2 separate regions of the Mus musculus genome follow, and region 1 is linked to region 2. Evidence: chromatin contacts called from public Micro-C data. All regions are on one chromosome and are shown on one strand. Each heading gives the region's core, a stretch centred on a gene start, on an enhancer-like site or on the middle of the called end of the contact. The rest is flanking DNA. Distances are from core to core; before and after follow the strand shown.

The links. A called contact is a pair of places that touch in the nucleus more often than the background predicts.
Region 1: a contact with region 2 is called in a Micro-C map of trophoblast stem cells, with 2.4 times the contacts expected there. The contact joins two enhancer-like sites. A contact is called at or near these places in 1 of 15 datasets of contacts at CTCF or cohesin (the NIH/3T3 cell line), 2 of 484 Hi-C or Micro-C datasets (nephron progenitors and trophoblast stem cells), 1 of 115 datasets of contacts at active chromatin or transcription factors (embryonic stem cells) and 1 of 9 other capture datasets (pancreatic islet).

Annotation. Positions count from the first base shown.
Region 1 is chr5:104,139,418-104,144,357 of GRCm38.p6, forward strand. No RefSeq gene overlaps it. Among named protein-coding and RNA genes, the nearest start is that of Sparcl1, 28 kb to the left of the region's middle. Within about 2 kb of position 1,429, at least 13 of the 459 cell types and tissues checked have an H3K27ac peak or open chromatin away from gene starts, as enhancers often do. A contact at or near this core is called in trophoblast stem cells, where this site is marked.
Region 2 is chr5:104,071,097-104,076,685 of GRCm38.p6, forward strand. Gm17660 (predicted gene, 17660) reads right to left here. Exons shown (of 10, transcript NM_001163772.1): 2 at 5,421-5,491; 3 at 3,765-3,797; 4 at 3,609-3,677; 5 at 3,133-3,171; 6 at 2,442-2,468; 7 at 972-1,001; 8 at 877-888; 9 at 123-158. The coding sequence starts at 5,477. The coding sequence ends at 153. Among named protein-coding and RNA genes, the nearest start is that of Gm17660, 3.7 kb to the right of the region's middle. Within about 2 kb of position 1,360, at least 68 of the 459 cell types and tissues checked have an H3K27ac peak or open chromatin away from gene starts, as enhancers often do. A contact at or near this core is called in trophoblast stem cells, where this site is marked.

The sequences.
Region 1 (4,940 bases), core at 179-2,678, 68 kb after region 2:
CACATTCACACACATGCATACACTCACATACTCATACACACATGCTGACACACATATACACTGGCACTCACACACACACACACTCCCCCAACACTAACACATACACACATACACACACACAAACACACACACTCTCCCCCCCACACTAACACATACACACATACACATACACACATACACTCACACACACAAACATTGATACACACCCACACACATATCACACACTGACACACACACACACTGATATACTCACACACACTGACACACATTCACACACATGTATACACTCACACACTCACACACACACACTGATGCACATTCAAACTGACACATACACTGACACACTGGCACACACACACAAACATTGACACACACCCACACACTGACACACACATAATGACAAACACTGACACACACACACTGACACACGCACATCCTTTCTACTGGCCTACAAGACACTGGTCCAGGGTCTTGCTGACCCCATCTTCAGCTATTCCCCACATTGCCACCACTCATTTGCTCTTGTGCACATGTTGCTTCCTCGTGGATCCTCAAACCCTTCACAGCCCCTCATCTAAGGCCTTTCTACAGCTCTCCCCCTCTGCTTCACCTCTTCTCTCAGCCACATGCACGTTAGCCTTTAGTCTTTCCCCAATATTGTTTTTTTAGTGACGTTCCTTCTGATTGCACTATTAAAGCTGCAAGACACGAATGTTCCTTCTCTCCTCGGCTCCTTCATTCTAAACTCTGTGCCCAACTCCACCCCATCTCTCTACATAGTACTAACGAGCTTCAAACACACTAGACAACGTAATCATTTGTACTGTATTGCTTACCTTCTGCCTGACCCCACTAGAATGTAAACTTCTCAAGATGAGGATTGTTGTCTGTTTCCTTTCTGATGTCTTAAGAACCTGATATACTGCCTAGGTCATCTTAAGCATTGAGAATAAGCAAATGAGCTGGTTGAGCTTAAGCAGGGACTGAGGCACGGGGACGACAACCATGAAGAGGAAAGCTTGTGGATGTCACCAAGCTGGTTCAGAAGGGACACAGTGATGGTGTTGACAGTACAGAATACACTTTATAATATTTTTCTAAGATTTGCCCCCCTGACAAGTGTCCAGAGTGTGGGAACATGCCTGGACATCGGGAGCTCCTTCTAAGTGATTGAGGATGTGTGCATATCACAGACATAGCAAGAAGACAGGCAGGTATTGTGATAGTTTGGCTAAGAAACTTCCCGCTACTCCTTATTTCTTATGCCTTCCACCTCCGCATACTCACCCCATGTGCCAGTACCTGCAGCATGGCATTTGGTTTTATTTTTATAGTCAGACAAAGATGACAGACTCAGGATATCTCTAGGTACAATCTTAAATACCTCTCAGGGCCACATGGAGACAAAACAACATTTTTACCAGACAGCGGACAAAGATGACTCACCAGACAGAACAAATGTAGTTCTGCAGCCTTCTCCCCACTCCAGAGCCCTCCACCCTCATCCCATGGTTCATGGTGGTTGAGTTGTTTTAATTTTATATTGCAGGGTGCTCTTGTTGAATTAGAAGGCAGAATAGAAAGATTGTTAGAAGATGAAACAGAATCTTGCTGGTTTATGCTGTTCTCCACTGTCTATAGTACTTTTTGTCTATATAGGTCTGGGCCTTGGCTCTGTTTTAGGCTGTGGGAAAGGCTTAAGACTGCCTGGGTTAAAAACTGCTCTTTATCCCTTACTGGCTGACTGTATGACTTAAGCAAAGTTATTGAATTTTAAAAATCCAATTTCCTGTCTGTGAATGTACCACAAGGCTGTTATGAGAATGAAGCAGGCTCACCCACATGGAAAGCCTCTAGTGGGAAGGGAGGTAATGACATGCTCCGCTCAGTAGGTACAGGAAGACCACATACACCAAAAGTGTGACCCTACTGTTTCCTTGCCGGACACTTCACTTCCCTGTTTTATTGTTGTTGCTGTTTTGTTTTGTTTTGAGGCAGGGTCTCATATCTCATCCTTCTTATTTTCCAAAGAGGTGAATGCCTTGCCACGTAGAGTTCTTACAAGTCTCCAGTAGAAAAGTTTAGATTTAAAACTCAGGAGAGACTTGGTGCCTGAAACTGAGCAACAGAAGAACATTATTTTTCTTTTCATTTTGGTAAAATATCCATAATATAAAATGTGCCATCTTAATCCCCCAGTATTGTTTTAAGTGTACACATTATAGTGTTGAGCCCCCAACAGCCTCGTTCAGGGCTCATGAAGTAGACTTTATCCACATAGTAAGCAGTGGCCCAGCCTTCCCACATGCCAGTCCCTGTTGTGTTGGCTACTCAATACACACTGTGTAGAAGCACCAGAGTGTATCTTCCTGTGTTGCTAATCTCATAGCTTAGTGTCCTTAAAGTTTATCTATGTCACAGTGTTTCTCAGATTCCCTCTCTTTAAGGCTAATAACTCCATTGTCTGCATAGACCACGTGTTGCTTGTCTACTCATCTGTTGAAGGATCCTTGGGTTGTTACCAGATTTAAACTGTTGTGAACAAGTCCACTACATACAAATTTTGAGAACTTATTTTCAAATACTTTGGTTATTTGTCTGGAAATGGAGTAGAGACACTACACAATGATTCAACTTTAACGTTTCAAGTGGCTATCACGTTTGCCACAGTGGCTGCACCTTTTCACACTCACACGAAAGATGTTCAACAATTCCAATTCTTCTTGACACTTGGCGTTTCCTGTTTGTTTGTTTGTTTTTAAATAACAGCCATGTTAATGAATATAACTCAGTAAGTTCTATCATGCTCACCCCCAACTGCAGTTGCTACCTTATAGCAGCCATGGCCACGTCCTGATGTCAGCTAGGCAGTGTGAGTGTCAAAAACACCAAGATCATGGCACCTGCTTCCTTTTCCTTCATCAGCCTCCCGTTCATGGCTGCACACTCTTCCCTCCTGTGGAGATTATTTTTCAGGTTCACTTGCAGCAAGCTATGCCTTCATAACCAGCAGTCGCCTTTTGAGCTATATCCTCATCCTTAAAAGAAATGTGAAATACACACTTCTGTCCCTTAGGGTATACTGCCTACGATGCAGTTGAGGTGGAGGGTGCTGGAGCCGATGTTTAAGACCCAGTCATGAAAGGGGCATGATGTGGATGGCAGGGGCACCTCATCAACCTCTCACCGCCGTTCCAGACTTCCTGCTCAGGATTAAAATAAAGCTCTGCCTTAATTATTAGTCACTGCACTTTGAGATCTCTTAGCCTGTAACATATGGGATTGAGTCAGTTCAATAAAAAATGCCATTTTTGTCAGCCACAAAAATAAAGGAAGAGGATTTCAGACGTCCTGAGTGTAGTGAAGGCATTTTCAGGAAGGAACACCGCCTTCCCAGGCAGATCTCTTGCATCAGGAGCCAGTTCAGGCTGGAACTTCTGAGCCTTTCCCGTCTTCCTCTTCTTTGTGCCACAGAGCAGGAGTGGCTTGCAGCTATACACAATGCTGTTAGTTGCTGGAGCTTTTTTTTTCCCGACACAGGGTTTCTCTGTGTAGCCCTGGCTTTCCTGGAACTCACTCTGTAGACCAGGGTGGCCTTGAACTCAGAAATCCACCTGTCTCTGTCTCCCAAGTGCTGAGATTAAAGGCATACGCACTACTGCCCGGCCGCTGGAGCTCTTTGGAGTTAGTGTTTAGGTACTATTTTTCACACTGTGATAACTTTAATAATTACCAGTGTGATTACTGATATATCTGTTCTCAGTTCACAGTGAGATGATGAAGACATCAAAGCATTAAAGACTCTAAAAAGATTGGAGTGAAAGCTATCTATGTAATCAACCCAGGAAGTGGCACGCTCAAGACCTGTGTATTGCTTTTGTTTGTTTGTTTTTAAACAAGGAATCTGTCTCTGTTTCTGCCCCCACCCCCTCTTCCTTTGGGCTATGAGACTACGGTACTGGTTAGTTATTTATAAGTTATCAGGTGGTATCCAGCTCCATCAGTATGGACCTAAAGCACCCTGTGTTGCTTTAAAATGCTGTTGATGGATATCAATTCACAGAAGTCGAAGGACAAAGGTTTGTGTTGCAATTCTATTTCCCAAAGGAAGGGAATTAAAGGTGAGTCTTTTTCTTCCCAGCAGTCATAGGCCAAGACTGAGTTCATCATCTGGACTAAGTAAGACTTTGACTCATCAAGGGAGTCTAAAGACAAGGATGCTCTCAGCAGGCCAGCCTTGCTTCATAAAGACTCCTGTGAGAAAACCACACACCCTACACTTTCCTTTGGTAAACATCCACCCTGCTGTTTGGGTTGTCAGGAAGACCGGGGAAGTCAGAGGAAATAGGTTCCCCTCTGTGGGCAGCTTTGTGCCATATTGTTATATTCGATGTTCTAGCTTAAAGAGCGGTCTCTTGGGAGTTTACAGTGGTTAATGCGCATGTATTCTTTGGTTCTTAGATCAATATATAAAATAGTTTATGAATTGTTAAAGCTGAAATCAGATCATTGGCCATTGATCATAATATAAGCCATGGGGGACATTCAATTTGAATTATACTATTTGTGAGTTTACATGAACCCTCTGTGAATCATGTTTTATAAGTACTGTTTTTAATGTCTACATGTGCTCATTTATATGCTTATATTCAGTAGCACATGTGTGCATGTGTATATACATGTGCGTAAGGACAACTGGATGACCTCTTTAGGAATTCTGTCCACCTTTTTTGAGATAGTGTCTTTTATTGACCTGGAGCTGATGAATTAGGCTAAGCTGGCTGGCCAGGGAGTCCCAGGGAGTCTCCTGTCTCTGCATCCCTAGCACGGGGACCGCAGGCACCTGGCACCATGCCTGGATTTGTTATGTGGCTTCTGGGGTTAGGTCTTCAAACAGTAAAGGCAAGTGCTTTACTGACTGGACCAGCCCCTCAGTTAGC
Region 2 (5,589 bases), core at 110-2,609:
GTGGTGTTAATTTTCTAACAGAGACACCATCTGTGGTAGCAAAACTCTTAATGATAAAAAAAATTGAAATGTCTAATTTACATATTCATTGGTGAAAGATGTTTTTTGGAGATTGTACTCACTGTGCGAGCCTTCTGATGTAGTAGTGAAGCTTATCTCTGTTGAGGTAGACAGTACATTCATTTACTGTGAGGATCTGAGACATTTTCATTTCCTCTCCCACCTCCCCTCAGCCTCTCCCATCTTAGGATTCTTTTGTTGTTGATGTTGAAATACTGGTGTGATCGGGCGACTGGCTTTGTGCTTTGGTGATCTGTGAATGCCAAGAAACTGAAGCCCTAAGGATCTTGTATTAAATAGAAGGTAGTTTCTTCCACATGGTGTGTGGAGGCCTGACAGAGGGGAGTCTTCATAGTGGTAAATAAAAAGTATGAGTAATATTCCAGAGCAGTGAAACTTATTACTAGGAAGGCTGGTGGGTGAAAACACACTTTTCCCCCTTAAAATTGGGTTTGGGCATTGCCTTGAGGTCAGACCATGGCTGTGTTTGGTAATTTTACAGTAGGCTTTCCTCAGTCTGCTGCTGTGAGTTGTCCAGTCGCCGGAAGCAAGCCCAAGGTAAATGTAAGTACCTGAGAGTTCACGACCTAAGGTTGTGCTGATGTCTACAATCTTAAACCTTGTGAAACCTGCCTTGTGAAAAGATACTTACTGTTAGAGATGCAGAGATTCTGATCTTAAAGGTCTGGGAACTGAATTCATAACACCATGCACTGTGATTGGCTTAAGGCATTGGGTTGATTTAGAGGAGTTATTCTCCCCCTTCCCTGACAATGGATGTCACCTTTATCAATAGAACCAGAAATAAAATCTTACCCCAAGGAAGCCCTAGAAAAATAAGGGGAAAAAAAAAGTTAAATACTAACCAGAGTTCACTTAGTGACTTTGTTGTTTATGAAAATAAGATTTACCTGCAGTTGGTTCAAAATAGAAGTGATTAACTGTAAAAGAAGAAAGGGGTAAGTAGTCTCGGTGGGTTTGCCTTCCAATTTATATTCATCCTAGCACATGTGTCAGCGGAAATGTTTTGTACGTGAATGTTTCATTGGAAATCATACTTGATGTGTACAAGATTGAAGATAATTCAAATTCCTTTGATTTATGGAACTACTTTCCTCTACCTTCTCACTGCATTTACTGCATTTGAAAGTGAGAAAGCTGAAGACCCCCCCCCCCCCCCCCCCCCCCCCCCCCCCCCCCCCCCCCCGTCCACTTTGAGTAAGCGGCACTCTGGTTGGAGATGGGAATGTCCTGTTGAATGGTTTCCTGCTGCAAAGCTATGAATGGGGCTTTGTCTTGCTGATTTGCTTACACAGCTGTTCCACTGGAGATGTGTTGCTCTGCAGCTTCCTGTAGAGCTCAGCAGCTTCTTCAAGAGATTGGATTGGACTAATGGTGATCCATTATCCCCGTTATGTACAAAGCTGCCTGCCCCAGAACACTAGGAATAGTGAAACCAACCTCTGCGTTCTTATGTATAAGCAACATTCTGAGTACTGAGTGTGGGGGAGGGTGAGAAAGGGGTGAGGAGGGGAGGAGGGAGGGATATGGAGAGGGAAGAGAAGAGCGATTAGCTCCCTAAGTATTGTTGGGATCCTCTAAGAAGGCCCCTGGCAACTTGAGTGAGTCAGATTCTCTGAAGCGAGCACACATTCAGAGGTCAGGCAGGTCATTGCTGTCCATGCTGGCGAACTGAGCAAAGCCACGAAGCTGGATCAAGTCTACAGGTAACATGAAGATCTAGTTTCCCAGCACAGGATGCTGGGTGCCCCTGCAGCTGGGCTCCAACTGGAAGACCCACTTGGTGACGTTATAATCACCAGTAATCAGTCACAGAGAGAGAGGCAGAGAGAAAGACCCAGAGAGAGAGGCAGAGAGGCAGAGAGACAGAGAGACAGAGAGGTAGAGGCAGAGACAGATATCTTAGAAATTGAGACCAGCCCGGTCTACATATTAAGTTCTAGGCTACCAAGGACTATAGAGAGCTTGTCTCAAAAACAAACAAGCAAACCTCCTTTGGGGTTTAGATTTGATAAGGTTTCACATATTACACGCTGTGCCAATTCCTTAGTATTGGAATCTACCTTCTCTTCCTAAAGCACTTTATTCTGTTCCTCTAGGTTTTCTGACCCCTCGCTTTTTCACTTAACTCGCATCAGTAATAATGACCTTGTCTTGTCACGTTAGAACTGAGTGAATGGAAAGAACTCTTCTCGTACACTGGCCTTTGTTTTGGCCTTTGGATTTACCAGGTGCCCTGCCTGTGGGTCAAGATGAACTGAATCCGTGCAGTGGTTTCCAGAATGAACTGGCTCAGTTATATGCTATTAGATGCTGTATTCTTAAAGACCCCATAGATGGACAGAGCAGAATATATTTACCTCCAGAAGCTGATTAGGTGTCAGAACCTTGAATAAAAGAAAGAGAACAAACCAAGAGTTACAATTTAGCGGTTCAACTTAGAGTTACAACTTTGAATTAGCCTGGTAAATGGAAACATAGTTTTTTTTTTTTTTTGTTTTGTTTTGTTTTAATTAGGTCTTTTCCTCATTTACATTTTCAATGCTATCCCAAAGGTCCCCCATACCCACCCACCCCCCAGCCCCCTACCCACCCACTCCCCCTTTTTGGCCCTGGCGTTCCCCTGTACTGGGGCATATAAAGTTTGCAAGTCCAATGGGCCGGAAACATAGTTTTAAGACCCCCTAGCCTTCATTAATTCCTCTCACTGATAGTTTACAACCCCTCCCACACCTTTGGAAATGTGCACTCCACAGTGTGCCTTGTGGGAATCTCAGCACAGCGGGGGACATCTTGTGACGACAACCTGTGATGATAACTCACACATGCTCGCTGAGTTATACTTAGGGGAAACTGGTCAGGAAAGAGCCAATGGTTTCCTCTCACAGTTCCAATAGTATTTAAACATTGGATGATATGGTATAATACACAGCATAGCCACTTCAGCTCAGAGATATGAGGGAATTGTCCATTAAGTTCTTTAAATCAAACAAAGGTTATCAGCTTTAGTCATTTAAGTATCTTCTTAAGGGAGGTTTTAAGTACACATACCTGATTTGGATCAAAAGGGAAGGGAAAGGGAATCGGGATCTAGAAAAAAAAAAAAAGGAACGAAAGGGTGATTTGGAGTGAGACAAGTCATGCCTGTTTCCCTTGATGTTTTCTGTTCTTTATTCCCTTCAGCCTCTTGGTGTTCGGTGTGCGTGCGCTGAATAGGTTTATACCTCTAGACCGCTGTCCTCACAGAGCTCTGGGTCGGATATGCTATTTTCCTTTTAGAAGCTGTAATTATTTTTGCTTGATTGATTATACTAAGTGCCCAGGGATTGGCCTTGTGTCCAGTGTTCATTTTTTTTTTTTAAGCCAATATCTCCCGTGTTCTCTGCACGGGTGCACCTTCCGCTCGCGGCTGCCCTCTGCTGGTGGGAAGGAAGAGCTTCCACCATACACCATGGATTTCTTTTCCTTGGAAAGTGTGATAACCATCGCCCAGCTGATGGACTTGAGACTCCCAACACCCGACTTACCAGAGGAGCCTGCGGAAGGGGAAACGGAGGGAAGAAAGGCAGGATTTGTGGTGCGTACAAGTTAAATCTCTGTAAACAGAAACACAGCGTGAGCCGTTCCGATTGCGAACTTGACAGCTTTTAAGTGGCGAATGTGCCGTTTGAAGTACAGTGTACCTGTTCACTGGAACTTCCTCCGGATTGTCCAAGCTTGAAGACAAGAAAAGCAACACGGTGAAGCAGCTGGAAGCTGTATCCGTTATCCAGCAAGTCGTTTTATTTTACATGAGAACAGCCTAAAAGTGTCCTGTGGGGCATTCTGCCTACAGCCTTGCATCCACGTCTGAAGTAAGCTTCATATTTAACAGGGAAATGCTGAGTTGATTTTTGTTCAATGACTTACAATGCCACTCATTTCTTGGCTTTAAAATTTTACTCCCAAAAGTTCTTATGATTACACACCATATGTTGGCAAGGTATACATGCCTTACACTGGTATATTTAGCATCAGTACGGCTCTAGACTTGCTTTCGGTATAAAGAAGTTCAAAGTGGTGGGAGTATGAGTCTGAACTTAAATTCTGTCGTCTCCCTATAACCTCTGAATAATCTCTCATTCCTTTGAAAGTCCCCTTGTTGCAAAAATGTGCATGGGAGAGGGTTTTATGCTTAACTGGTGCTGGACACTATCTACAATAAATGTAAGTTGTCCCTACGGGTCTCACTTATTACAGATGCGGAGAGTGTGACTGTAGTCAGTGCACAACGAAAGGTTCAGCTGGTGGTGTTTTATCGCTAGGTCTTATGTGTTCAAAGTGGTGTCATAAAATGCACCATTATTTCACGGAGCAGAGCAAGTGTTGCTGTTAAGTGGTCATGACGCGCTGCCACGCCGTGGGTGAGACAATAAGTGTTTCAGAGATGCTCACAGTTAAAGAAATCACAGACTGGAACATAGTGAAGTGTGTATGCTGCAACAGTCTCATTAGCACAGAGTTCCTATAGAAACAAGCAGCGTCTCTCATTTGGTAGGTAGGACGGTAATGCTTGTCTGGGCTGGGGATGTAACTGGGCAAGAGAGAAAATGCCCTGAATGTGCAGTGCCCTGCGTTTGAGCTCCAGCTCTACCAAGAGTGTATTCCACCAACAGTTCTTATTAATGGTGCAAGGAGAGACGCTGATCTAATACAATATCTGGGCACACTGCACTAGGGCATAGGTTGTTATCCAAACCTCTTTTTCCAAGATGGTTCAGAAAAGACATCCAAATGTACTACTATAATGAGTTGTCATGCTCCTGAGCTGTGTATCTCAGACATAACTTTGTTTACTATTAGCTTAGAACTAGTGCGAGTAGTCTTAAATATTCCTCTTTGTAAAATCAAGTCTGACAGGTCAAGTTGGGCATCTTTGCGAGAAGCCTTTACGCTGGATGATGTAGGGCAGAATAAAGAAAGCTCAGCTCGACTGCTAACTTCCCACCTGAGTCCCTGTAGAGTACTTGTTTTATATTGCTAAAAGCTTTCTGTTGCAAGTAGGATTTTTAAGTGTTTTAGAACCATTTTTAATCATTTATACACTCTGGACTTGTTCTGACTCATTTGACAGGGAAAGCATGAGTTAGTTCCTGCCTAAGGTCCACCCATGTAGCAACTGTCTGCAGAAGCTGAGCTTTGACACACAGAGCCTTAGACCCGGGGAGATTATGGACCCCGGACCCCGACACATTCCCAAAATCCACTTTCCTCTCCTGCCAACTGTAAAGATACTTCCTAGCCCAGAAATCTGAAGGCTTTCCCTGTGGTGGCTGAGGGAAGCGCCGCCATGTACTTACAGGGATTGGCAGAGCAGCTGCAGCGCTCAGCAGGGCGGCCAGGAGGAAAAGCTGCATTCTGAAGGGAGGATCTGGAGGTGAAGGACTAGGTGAGCGGCTAGTTTCCTTCCTCACCCTGTTTCCATAGTGAACGGATGATTGAGGTAGACATGTGACAGTGGTCAGGCGA